Regions from separate parts of the Lactuca sativa genome. Here region 2 is linked to region 1. Evidence: chromatin contacts called from public Hi-C data. All regions are on one chromosome and are shown on one strand. The core of a region is the stretch at or near the end of the contact, and the rest is flanking DNA. Distances in the headings are between cores, read along the strand shown. Region 1 holds the start of LOC111895519 (protein NPGR2). Region 2 holds the start of LOC111891560 (thioredoxin-like fold domain-containing protein MRL7, chloroplastic).

Region 1 (6,100 bases), core at 1,120-3,619:
ACTCGACCCGCCTTCCAATTTCACCAAACGTTTCGCGTAACCAAAAGCCACATCCAACTTCCGTTGTTCCGCGTTTTCTAAACTCAAAAAATAAACAACTCCGGAATCACTCATTCCGGTCAATCTCCCCGCCATTTCCAAACACCGAATCACCTCCGATTGCTTCTCCGCCCTTTCAAAATCACTAATCGCAAATCTACAATCATTGGAAAGACTAATTCCCAAGAAGCAATACGCGACTCCAACCATCTCATCACATCTCGTTTCAAATACTTGAATCGCCCTTTTAGCACAACTCACACCTTCGATTGAATCCGAGTTTTCACCACAAATTTTCGAAGCCAAGAGTAAAGCCAACCCGCAATGTGGATCCTCTTGTTTATATATACTTTTCAATAAATTTAAAGCAGACAAATCGTCACCTTGTCCATGGTAACATAGAGCCAAAAGAAGACACCTTTCTTTTTTATCAAGAACACCCGGAGGAAGTTCTTCGATCTGTGAAAACAAAGCCCCGAGTCCACCCGAGATTGATAACGCGTATGAAAGATGATATAAAACAGACGGGTCCCATTTGATCATTTTTAATGAAACTTTTCTTAGAAGAATCATTAGAATTAAGATTGCTTCTTCGATGTTGTTTCTAGGTACAAATGAGGTGTCCATTTGGGATCTTAGATTAGGAGGGATGGCTTCTTCGCCTCCATTGTAAAGAAGAAAAACAGCAAAATCTTTTTGAATTTTTGCAGTTGTTTCTAGATTCAAACTTTGATGATGAAGTAGGGCCCTTCTGAATGACAAAACTGCTTCTTGGGGTGAACCCTCGAGTTTCCATAACTCAGGAAGCAACTCGATTGCGTGGTTTAGGGTTTCATGTAATTTACAATCAGCACCTAAGTTTTCAGGCAACCCTTCGGGTAATGATGATTCGATAATGTCAAGAATTACTTTGCATGATTGAGCAGCTTCTGCAAAGAGTAGAAAATCAAGACATATGATCCTCTATGATTGATGTTATTTCAACATTTGAGCCTAAATGATGATCATAAGTAGAATATATAGAACAAGAAGAGTACCTTTATACCTCTGAAGAATTTGCAATGATTTTGACTTCAAATAAATTGCTTCAAGGAGTAAACCAACAGCATGTATAGACAATGGTGGATCCCCATAATTATGAGAAACTCTTCTACGAGGTTCGCCTCTTTGGGAAAGACTAATCTTCATCTTTGGAGTTACTGTTGCTATATCTATCCCTTCAAACACATGAAGAGCAGCTTCTATGTTTCCCTTTTGATATTCATATCTCCCTAACAACGCTCTTGCTTCCTATTTTACAATAACATTCAATTACCAATTCTAATAGACTTTCTTAACCAAAAGAAAGATTAAAACTTGTTCTATGGGTTCAATTCAAACCAGGAAATAAGAAAAAATGTAAAAAGTTTAGAGAAACAACCTCAAAATTTAAGGAACCATTTTCACGAAGAGATGATTCGGCTTCTTCAATATTACCCGTATCTGGCCTCCTATCGTTTTCACCAGTGGCTTGAGAAGAATAAGCACCAGAGGAACAATCCTCCACAGCTAATGATTCTGATGAAGATATCATCACTCTTGCTAGCTTAATTCAGCACCAAGTTTGAAATTATCGCAAATAATCTGCAAGATTGAGTTGTTAACACAATTGCTTGCGATTCCAAATCTTGTTTTATGCAAAAAAATAAACTCAATTCAGTATTCGTCCAAAAAATAAACACTAAATCTGCCCAATTCAAACCCTAATAAAGAACAGTTAGGAAAAACTAATCAGAGATTCGAAATTCAGGACGCACGACTAACTTCAAACCCTAGAGACTAAAAACCCTGATCAAAACAACCAGGAAAACGCCAAAATCAAAGATAGTAGATGAATTACCAAAACTCGTATTTAACAGCTCATAAAACTCAAATTAAATATATAATTGACGATGGGCCAGCAAATTCAAACCCTAGAAACCAAAATCCATGCTCAAAACAACTTAAAAGCCCTCAGAATCAAAGATACAATTCATGATGAATCAGGAAAACCCAAATTGCGATTCATTCACCCAGGAGAGATTCAGTTATAAGAGAGAAACTACCTTTCTTTATGGCGACTGAAATTGAGGAGAAACATCCGAACCCAACTTCTGTTCCAGTCAAAAGTGTTTGATCGACACAGAATCAAGTAAAGTTTGAAGCTTTTCCATCTTTATGGAAGAACAGTATGAAACAGTGGTAAGTATTTGGGTTTCTTGAGTTGATGAAACCGAAGTTTAAAAGAAGTTAAAGTTGTACCATATGGGAGATTATTCGAATTTTGTTTTCCCATGTGTAGTAAGTAGATGGCGTCATAAAGAATTTAAGCATTGAAGGGATTACCTGTCACAAAGAAGTTAGATGTGGCCGTGTCTCTCTGTTCCATGTTTCCTTTTGAATTTTTAACTTAATATATTCAGGGCTAAATTTCTTGTATTATATTTTTGTTACATTTTATGATTCTTAGCGATATCATTTAGCATATTAAAATAAAAAAAAAATTAAAAGAAAAGCCTAATTATACAATTATTAATTTGAAAAGTCGGTGCTAAATACACATGTTACTTTTCATTCCGTAAGAACTAAAATAACTAAAACCAAATCAAATTACATATTTTCAAGCATATAAAATAAGAGCCTTTTTGAAAATAAAGATTTAGGTAGTGTTTATCTTGAAAATAAGAATCATTCTGAAAATAATAATAGAGTTATTTTGGTTGTCTTTTATAACTGATAACACAACTAAAAAATCAAAAGAAATAAAATTAAGAAGAAAACTGGTAAGTCTATAAACAAATTTTGATAATGGTTTTAAGATTGTATAGAAAATGTTTTGTGCATCATCAGGGAAACAACCACAATTATACTCAAAGTATTAGATTGCCCATTAAACTATAATAATGTCATATTTGTTACTTTTAATTTAATAATTAAAAATTTAGGTCATTTTTAGTCACTAAATTTTCCTGAATATTTTATTTTGGTCATTATATTTTGTTTAAGTTATCATTAATCATTGAAATTGTTTATTTTTTTTATTATTTTTGTCTTGTCAACTTTATAATTAGTCATTGAACTTTTCTTGGTGTTTTATTTTAATCATTATACTTTGTTTAAATTATCATTAGTCACTGAACTTTTTTATTTTTTTCATTTTAGTCACTCTATTTTTTATTATCATATGTAAAAAAAAATTAAAAAGCTATAATTTTTTCCATTTCTCCATAACTAAACTTGTTACATCAATTATTTTAGAGTAAATTATATGAATAATCTTTGTGATTGAGGGTAGCATGCATGTTTAATGTTTTCAAATGCTACATACAAAACATAGCCTTTTTGCGTTGAAGGATGATCTAGTCTCTTGATTCGGGCTTTCGGAAGAAGAAGTAGACTTGTTAGTGTTTTCAATTAATTCGTATGTACTAAGATATTTCTTGGTTTGGACCACCCGATAAGAAGACTTTCCATAGGGTCACCTAATGTAAAACTAGTTATCGATGATGACTGGGTGCATTTCTACGAGTGACAAGAGCGATGGGGTGGATAATGGCAAAATAGTCTTTTTTTTAAATCATTGGGAGTGTTCGAGTTAAAAAAAAGTTAATGACTAAATGTGCACCCTACCCTAAATCACAAGGATTATTCATATAGTTTACTCTAAATAGTTTAGTTTACTCTAAATAGTTGATGTAACAAGTTTAGTTGTGGAGAAAATGAAAAAAATAGTAGTTTTTTTTAAAAAAAAATTATAAATGATAATAAAAAAATAAAGTGACTAAAATGAAAAAATAAACAAATTCAGTGATCAATGGTAGTTTAAACAAAATATAATGACTAAAATAAAACACTCATAAAAGTTCAATGACTAATTATAACTTTGACAACGTCGTTCTATGTTATATATTTGCTATCACCGGTTAGAGTGACCAAAATAAACAAGTTCAATGACTAATGATAACTTAAACAAAATATAATGACCAAAATAAAACATCCATAAAAATGCATTGACTAAAAATAACTTAAACCCAATAATTAATAACCTTATTTAACTTACAAAGCATATATTGCTCACATTATTATTGTTAATTTCTAATATTTAACCTTTATTGTTATAAATTTTAACAATTCTTTTTGTGTATTAAATTTTTGAAACTTTATTATATAATCTTTAGGTGTACAGCTATTATTTTCATTTTTATTTTCTTTAAAACAATATGATCCATTTTATGCATAAATATCAAACTAATGTGACTTTGATCATAGTTTTAAAGGAAGACTGAACCATAATGGTCACTATACCTATACATTTAATTGCATAAATCAAATGCAGATCAAAATTACGTACAATGTAACCTACACATTTACATTTTCAGTTGGTCTAATTATAGTCTTAAGTGAGGTCATTTAATTATGAAAAAATTGTAACATCTGCTTTCCAGGGAAGCTTCTTTCAAGTTTGAATCATTTAGTCTAATTTTGTAAAGTTTTAGCTTGGCCACGACATAGTGGTGGAGGGGCCACGACGTGGCATTTTCAACTTATTGGATGCACATTAATGAGGCACCACGACGTGGCAAGTTGCATAGTCGCGGTTGGGGTTCTAAACCCCAGATTTCAGGATTTGTAACGTCCTAAAAATAAGACCCAAAAACTTTTCATTTTTAAAATTACTAAAATTGTACATCATCTCATTTTCATGAACCAAGGTAGTCAAAGCTTCATTAATATATCATCATTATCAGAGTAAATCACAGAATACGGAAACATGTGGTGTGTATTCAACAATCATAACGAGCTCTTCCAATTGAAAACTGAAGTACCTGAAACATAAACTGAAACCGTAAGCACGAAGCTTAGTGAGTTCCCCAAAATACCACATACTAAACCATATACGGGGTCCCGCCCTCCATCGATTCTCACTCGGCTTCGGGCCCCACCCGGCATCGAGTCCTGCTCGGTTTACAGATCTGTCAATCACCAGGCCCCGCCTGACATCGGGAATCTCCCGATACATATAATCATATAAACATATAACCATACTAACACATGTTACGATAATCACAAAGACAATAGCATACCATACAGTCATCGATCCCCGCCCGGCATCGGGCCTTGCCCGGTAGCATAAAACACATACTGATAACTAGCATACCATATACTCATCAGGCCTCACCTGACATCGGGCCTTTGTGACATCCCCAATTTCACGGTCAGAAAAGACCAATTTGTTTATGCTTTGTTTTATAAAATCGGACTAATCCTTTGATTAAAAGAGTTGCGAAATTTGTTCCCAAAATAAAATATGATAAAACAAAATTTATCAAAGCATTTCTTAAAGAAATGTATTTTCATTAAATAACAAAATCTCGGGATGTCATGTTCCGATACAGACCAAAAGCATAAACAATATAAAATAGACCTTACAACAATTATTTATAACTACTGATCTATAATCCAAAATCTCTCGTCAAGTCCACCAACTTATATCCTTGTGTCATTACCTGTAATGCAAAGAAAACTGAGTGGGTCAGGCTTGGGAGCCTGGTGAGCATATAGGGTTTTCAACCTACAATAATATAATTATTATATTTAATCATCAAATAATCAACCCAATTACCCATCCCCATTATCTTCTTTATTTCTTAAGGTTTTAACCTAAGAACCAACTATCCTTCATTCATTCATTCCTAAGGATTTACCTAAGGAATTGGCACGAAGTCCATTGTTGCCAAAGTTTATCTATCAGGTACTAAATCCATAGCTATAAGGCGCTAACTCCATAGTCACCAAGGTTCACTTAACAAGCGCTAACTCTATAGTGGCCAAGGTTTACTCAACAAGCGCTAACTCCATAGTCGCCAAGGTTTACTCAACGTGCGCTAACTCCATAGTCGCCAAGGTTCATCAAATAGGCACGAAGTCACATCGTCGCCATAGTTTATACAATAGGCACTAACTCCATAGTTTCCAAGGTTCATCAAATAGGCACGAAGTCACATCGTCGCCAAGGTTTATACAATAGGCGCTAACTCCATAG
Region 2 (6,100 bases), core at 2,587-5,086, 200 kb after region 1:
TTCTATTGAGACTTCACTTCCTCATGTCTCAATCCCTATTTCTTCACCAATCTCTACCGAATCCACGATACCCACAACCTCAATTGTCTCAACTCCACCGAAAGTTCATGTATTCAAATCCGTTTTGGAGGAGATACAGACTTTAGGCATCCATGTCAACGCATTTGATATGGGGGAAAATGCCAATATCGGTGTGACTTCCGAACCAGGCACATCTACCGCTACTCCTTTCAATGACGATGAAGATATATTGTTCGAAGATGAACAAGAACCCATTGAGGACTTTGCTTTTCAGCCCTTTAATCTCAATATCAACAATGATGAAGACGAAGCTCCCATGACAAAGGGATAGTTCAGGCAATTAAATAAAAAGTTTAATTCAATTTTGGAGCATTCCCATACCTTTTCTTTTACGAAGTGGGAAAATCTTCTGACTACTCATCAAGAAACCGTGGGAATGCTCACATCTGAAAATACCAAAGTCATTGAAGAATCCACCAAGGCTGCCTAAGCTTCATACAAGAAGATAACCGAAGCTACAAAAAAGGTACTGAAATTACAAGACGAAGTCAAGGAATTCATGGCCGACTTCAGGACCTCTTCTGACAAGAACACAACTGATATGAACAAAGTCATTGAAGGATTTCGTTATTCTTTAAATGGAGAAAAAGAAGCTCTCTTAACTCTTCGTGCCGACATCAAGCTTGGCAATAGAACTGAATTCAACCATCACCACAAAGCTTGAAAAATTACAGGAGGACTTGGCAGCAGTAAATAAAATAATGGATTCCTTAGCAAAGTAAACTCAAAAAGTGAAGGTTCTGCATGAAAAATTGAAGAATGCTCAATTTAATGTCGCCAGGCTACAAGAAGAGAAGCTCTTTGTAAAAGCTCACAATTCTGAAATTCATCGACTATTAAGAATTGTTGAGACCAGATCCCCTCCATTCAATGATACAGTGCAACTTTCTCTCTCTGAAAAATTAAAACTTATGTTCGCTCTGCTGAATCAAATCCATGGTGTTTCGGGAAGCGGTGCTTCTTCGAAACAAAGGGGAGACGGGGATGATAAAGTGAAAGAAGAATTTGATAAGAAGGGTAATGAAGCTTTTAGATCAAGGAAAGATAAAGACACGACTACTTCTGAAGAAGATAATGAAGAAAATATGATTGAATTAGAAAGGGATGAAAGAAAGAAACGAGATAAAGAACTTGATGAGCTCAATGCTCTCCGACAAAAGTATGATGCAGAAGATGCTGAAGTTAAAAAATCGGATTTTATTTTAGAAAGTCAGAAGTCCTTGTTTCCTGCTTAGGCTTTCCAACGAATTCAAAAAGAAGCCATTGATCTTCCGGAGTTATACTGGTTGGAACCGAAGACGTCTTTTGACATCAGCAATGAATTTGAATGCCAATTAGACTTCCTTATCACCCCACGAGCATTCCTTTTTCGATGCTTCTAGAAGATCGAAAAGTCCCTAATCTCCAACAATGTGATCAACCGAAAACTCTTCAATTTATATCTCAAATATGGGAAGCCTCAGTACAAGTCTTGGAGTCTAAAGCGGATTGTTGGTTTGAAGGTTGGCTTACCTGAACAAACTGAAGATTTTCCGAACATTCACTTCAAAGGATTTTGGGGTTCGAATCATGTGCTTCATGAATTTTCTTTGGCTGATCTGCCTTTAATGAATCCATATGATTGGATTTCGTTATTCAACATTATTGCGAAAGATGTAAAGAAATACGAGCCTATTTTCGACCATTTGAAGAGGATGATTAAATGTTACATCCTGGAGATTACAAAGATGGATATTAAGAGTGCCTTTGTTTTGAATAAAAGACCCATAATGAAGCCATTTGAAGAACCTGAGGACATACAACATATGCAAAGGGGGACTGACTGACAAGGAATATTGGAGCATCGTGTATAAGAAGAAGGAGGGTGCAATTCTGAAAAATTGCATGTTATTTTTAAGGGACAAACACTTGTATTCTACAAGTGCAATGAATCAAATTCTGGCAAGGGCTAAAGCAAACCATGCCAACTCATCTTCTGATTTAAAATGTGTGTCGAATATGATTCAGTCGTATCTGGCTGTCAGGGCATCCCTTCTGAAAATTATGCCTAAGGTTTTTGACGCACAAAGACAACATTGAAGACTTGTCCATGTTCGGAATCGATGTATGGTTTATTCTATAAATAGCGTGCATGTAACTTTTAGGGTTATGACTTTTAAAGCAAGTACATAATATTTCCGCCTCAAGAACTATTCTATTGCTGTGATTAATAATCATTCGACATCTTTATGATCATTGTCGTTTCTTGTCTTTAATTCGTCTCATAAATATATAATCTATTGATCTTTCATTGTTTCTCACACACGTCATCATTTCACTCATTTTTCTTTCCATTACCAAAAGCCAGAGTATGTATGAGAAAAAACTTTCACTTTATTTTTTATAAATAAAACAATTGATTTTTTAGATTTATAATTTTTTTATAAAATAAGTAATAAACATAAAAATTAACTAACAATTTTAGGTCTTATAGACGTTACCTAGCAAAAAAAAAATCAAATTTCTACCGTTTTTTAACGGTTACAAAAAAAAAAGGAAAATATTGGAAGAATGACAGCCGGAGAGAGAATACGGCAACCCCACCCCATCCCTATCCCGTAGGGACGGTGTTGTGTTCCTATGTGCGAAAATACTTCATGCCACTCCTTTCGTGGGGCTCCGTCTCGCCTTATAATGTATCTCCAACGTTCAAAATCAACATAAGGAGGCATATATGATGATTTATGCCCATAACTATGGACATTTAGCAGAATATGTCCCTAAACTTTTAAATTTCTCATTTGTTATCCAATTAGTCACATTTAATCAACAAGTATTGAGATTTATAACCCAACCATCATAAGTTATACGTTAGTTTTCTTTTTAACAATTAAGGTGCAAGACAAGTTAAATCCAAGTCAAGCTTAAGTTTCTATAATAGGTAGGTTGGTCTACATTCTTTAACTTCTCCATTTAACCAAAATCAACTTTGAAAATTTAATTCTATTATTATTTTTACTTAAAAAAGTTATTTCTATTATTTAATTTAATTTAAATAATATCATTTATTTCCTTTTATTTAACAAATTTACTACTAAAGGTTAACACTTCTAGCACCGAAATACGGGTATTAATATAATGATTTGGACTTTGAATAACAAACCCACATCCCAATAATTACATTAAGCTAAGTCATAATAAAAATCCAAAAAATCTAGTGTTGATTTCATGAAGTTATAGTTTCAAAAACACTTTAGAAAAATCAGTAACTCGATCTGAATCATGGAAACAAAACTACGCTATTAGATTTGCGTTCTCGACATGCATGAAATTAACTTTAGATTTGATCTAGTCAGAGATTATCGTGCAATCTCAAGAAGCAGATGTGGAAAAGTAGTACGATGATGTCCACAATGCAATAAGAGAAATAAACGATTTTATTCAAGAAGTCAAAGAAAAAAATCATGACTTAAGAAAACAAAAGAAAGAAATTCGACATATGAAAAACTGGTTATCCAATCCATATGGTGCACTAATCTTCAAACCGCTTTTTAATGTGATATTTACAAAGACGTTATGAAAAAATAAGTTTTGATCGATGGGGAAAAACAATATTCTTGTATGATTTACGAGTATCCAAATTCCAGAGAAAAAAATACTAATGACTAGTTGACTAGTTGTGATGATTTTAAATTAATATTGTTAAATATAAAATATTTATTTATCTGGAAAAAAAAAAAAAAAAAAGTCTTTTATAGAAATTTTGCTACAAGTCAAACGAATCTCGAATTTTGTCACTCTTTCTTTGAACCCTAACAATGGCCTTAAACCCTTACCTCACTTTTCACTCACTCCTCCCTCTGTTCACACACACCAAGACGATTCGTTACCCTGCGTCTATCTCAAATATCAATTTCATTCGCAAGCATCGAATTCTATCTGCAGTTTCTAAAGATTCGGATGTAAGCTTTGAAGATGATAGAAAACCCAGAAAAAACCCCAAACCTAGAAGAAAACCAGCGACTGCAAACACCGAAAATCCAAAAAACGAAGAAGAAAAACCCTTCCCCACAACGATTCCTAGAAAACCCAGACGCGGTAGGCGAAGCGAAGCGGCTGCCGTGGAAGATTTCATGCGGAGTTCATTAGAGGAAACGTTTGCAGCGATTCGCGAGCAGAATTCGGAGGTTCTGGAAGGTAAAGAGAATGTAATTCGGGAAAGGATTACTGATGAAGAAGACGACGACGATGATGATAATGGTGATAAGAAGGAGAAGGAAAAGAAGAAGAAGGGAATGGTGGTGGAGGAAGAGGATCCAAATTGGCCACTGGATGCTGAAGTGGGGTGGGGAATTAGGGCATCGGAGTATTTCGAAAAGCATCCGATCAAGAATGTGATCGGAGAAGATGGGGTTGAGATTGATTGGGAAGGTGAATTGGATGATAATATAGTAGTTAAGGAGATCAATTGTTTGGAATGGGAGAGTTTTGCTTTCCATCCTAGTCCCTTAATCGTACTTGTCTTCGAAAGATATAATCGGTAATTAACATTATCTGCAAACTGATTACTTATTGACATAAATATATAATTAGCTAATCATCCTACATCTATTAATAACCTGATTATCTGATTCTGATGACACCTTCGAAATTGAGAAGTTATGGATAGTTAATTAACAAGTTGTATTAATCCTAATTTGTGGGTTTTATTTTTACTTTTACAGGGCAAGTGAAAATTGGAGGGCCTTAAAGGAGTTAGAGAAGGCTGCTAAGGTGTACTGGAACGCAAAAGATCGCCTTCCACCTAGGGTAAAAATACACAAAAAAAAAAAAAAAAAAAAAAAACATTTATTTGGATTTTATAAATAACTAATGTGTCAAATATGACTATAATCTGCTATACACAAAAAAAAACATTTATCAAGCACATCCTAATATTGTTACAATGATGATTGGATTTTCTGAAACAAAATGATTTAGTTAGGAGGTTGTTTGCATGTCGTTTCCTTCTTAACTAGTATTTTTTTAAAGTTTTCTCATTTGACTTGTTACAAATCAACGTATTTATAGATAAATGTGTTGAAATTGTCACCTGTGTTATTTAAATTTGGTTAGTTATAACTTTATTGGGTTGGAAATGCAGACAGTGAAGCTTGATATGAACATTGAGACGGATCTTGCGTATGCACTCAAGATTCGGGAATGCCCACAATTATTGTTTTTACGTGGAAACAGAATTATTTACAGGGAACCACGTAAGACAGTTTTTTAGTTGTTTTTGGTTAAATAAGTAAAAACAAAAGTAACGATTTTGATTATCTGAATCTGATTTATTGGGTTGGTTTGAATTGTGAATTGCAGAGATTCGAACAGCGGATGAGTTGGTGCAGATGATAGCACATTTTTACTACAAAGCGAGAAGACCTTCATGGATGAAAGATGCAAAATTGTACTGATGATCATAAGTTTCAATCTAATTATTTATTCATGGTTTCAATTCAAAGTGAAAATCAAATTATTTTGAAATATAAAGTATCATCTATATAATCAATTAATTAGTATTTAAAGGGTGTTAATTAGGTATTTGGATATTTCATGATTGTGCGATCTTAGGTTGGGATAAAGTGTAGTTGTGGCTATATGATCAATGAGGGTTAAATAATTAGTTACATCTCAGTTTTGATAAAGACTGATACACAAATTCCTGAATTATTAAAGTTTATAATATATATTCACACCAATAGCTTTATTATTATTTATTCACACCAATAGCTTTATTAAAAAAATAATAATAATAATAAATAATTCGGAGATTGTTTAAACTTTATTTTAGGAAACCTGGATGTAATTAATGTGTAGTCTGATCGTTTGCGTCATGGAAGAGACTAGGGTTCAAATCTCCCCCCTCTTGCTTTTTTATTATTTTTGTAGATATGTAGCTATGCCCCTTTCCCCCCTCAAGCTTTCATTATATACAACTTTGGTCCAGATTTTAATTTGCTTTACAAATTCGGTACGAAACATTTTTATAAATTTCCCT

The links. A called contact is a pair of places that touch in the nucleus more often than the background predicts.
Region 2: a Hi-C map of bud shows a contact between it and region 1, with 7 times the contacts expected there. The contact joins the promoter of LOC111891560 here to the promoter of LOC111895519 in region 1. A contact is called at or near these places in 4 of 4 Hi-C or Micro-C datasets (bud, leaf and seed).

Annotation. Positions count from the first base shown.
Region 1 is chr5:357,993,337-357,999,436 of Lsat_Salinas_v11, forward strand. It overlaps LOC111895519 (protein NPGR2), which reads right to left and starts at 2,370. Exons shown (of 6, transcript XM_023891608.3): 1 at 2,124-2,370; 2 at 1,460-1,662; 3 at 1,077-1,329; 4 at 1-968. The coding sequence starts at 1,612.
Region 2 is chr5:358,187,356-358,193,455 of Lsat_Salinas_v11, forward strand. LOC111891560 (thioredoxin-like fold domain-containing protein MRL7, chloroplastic) reads left to right here and starts at 3,837. Exons shown (of 4, transcript XM_023887612.2): 1 at 3,837-4,600; 2 at 4,785-4,869; 3 at 5,204-5,315; 4 at 5,422-5,627. The coding sequence starts at 3,879. The coding sequence ends at 5,516.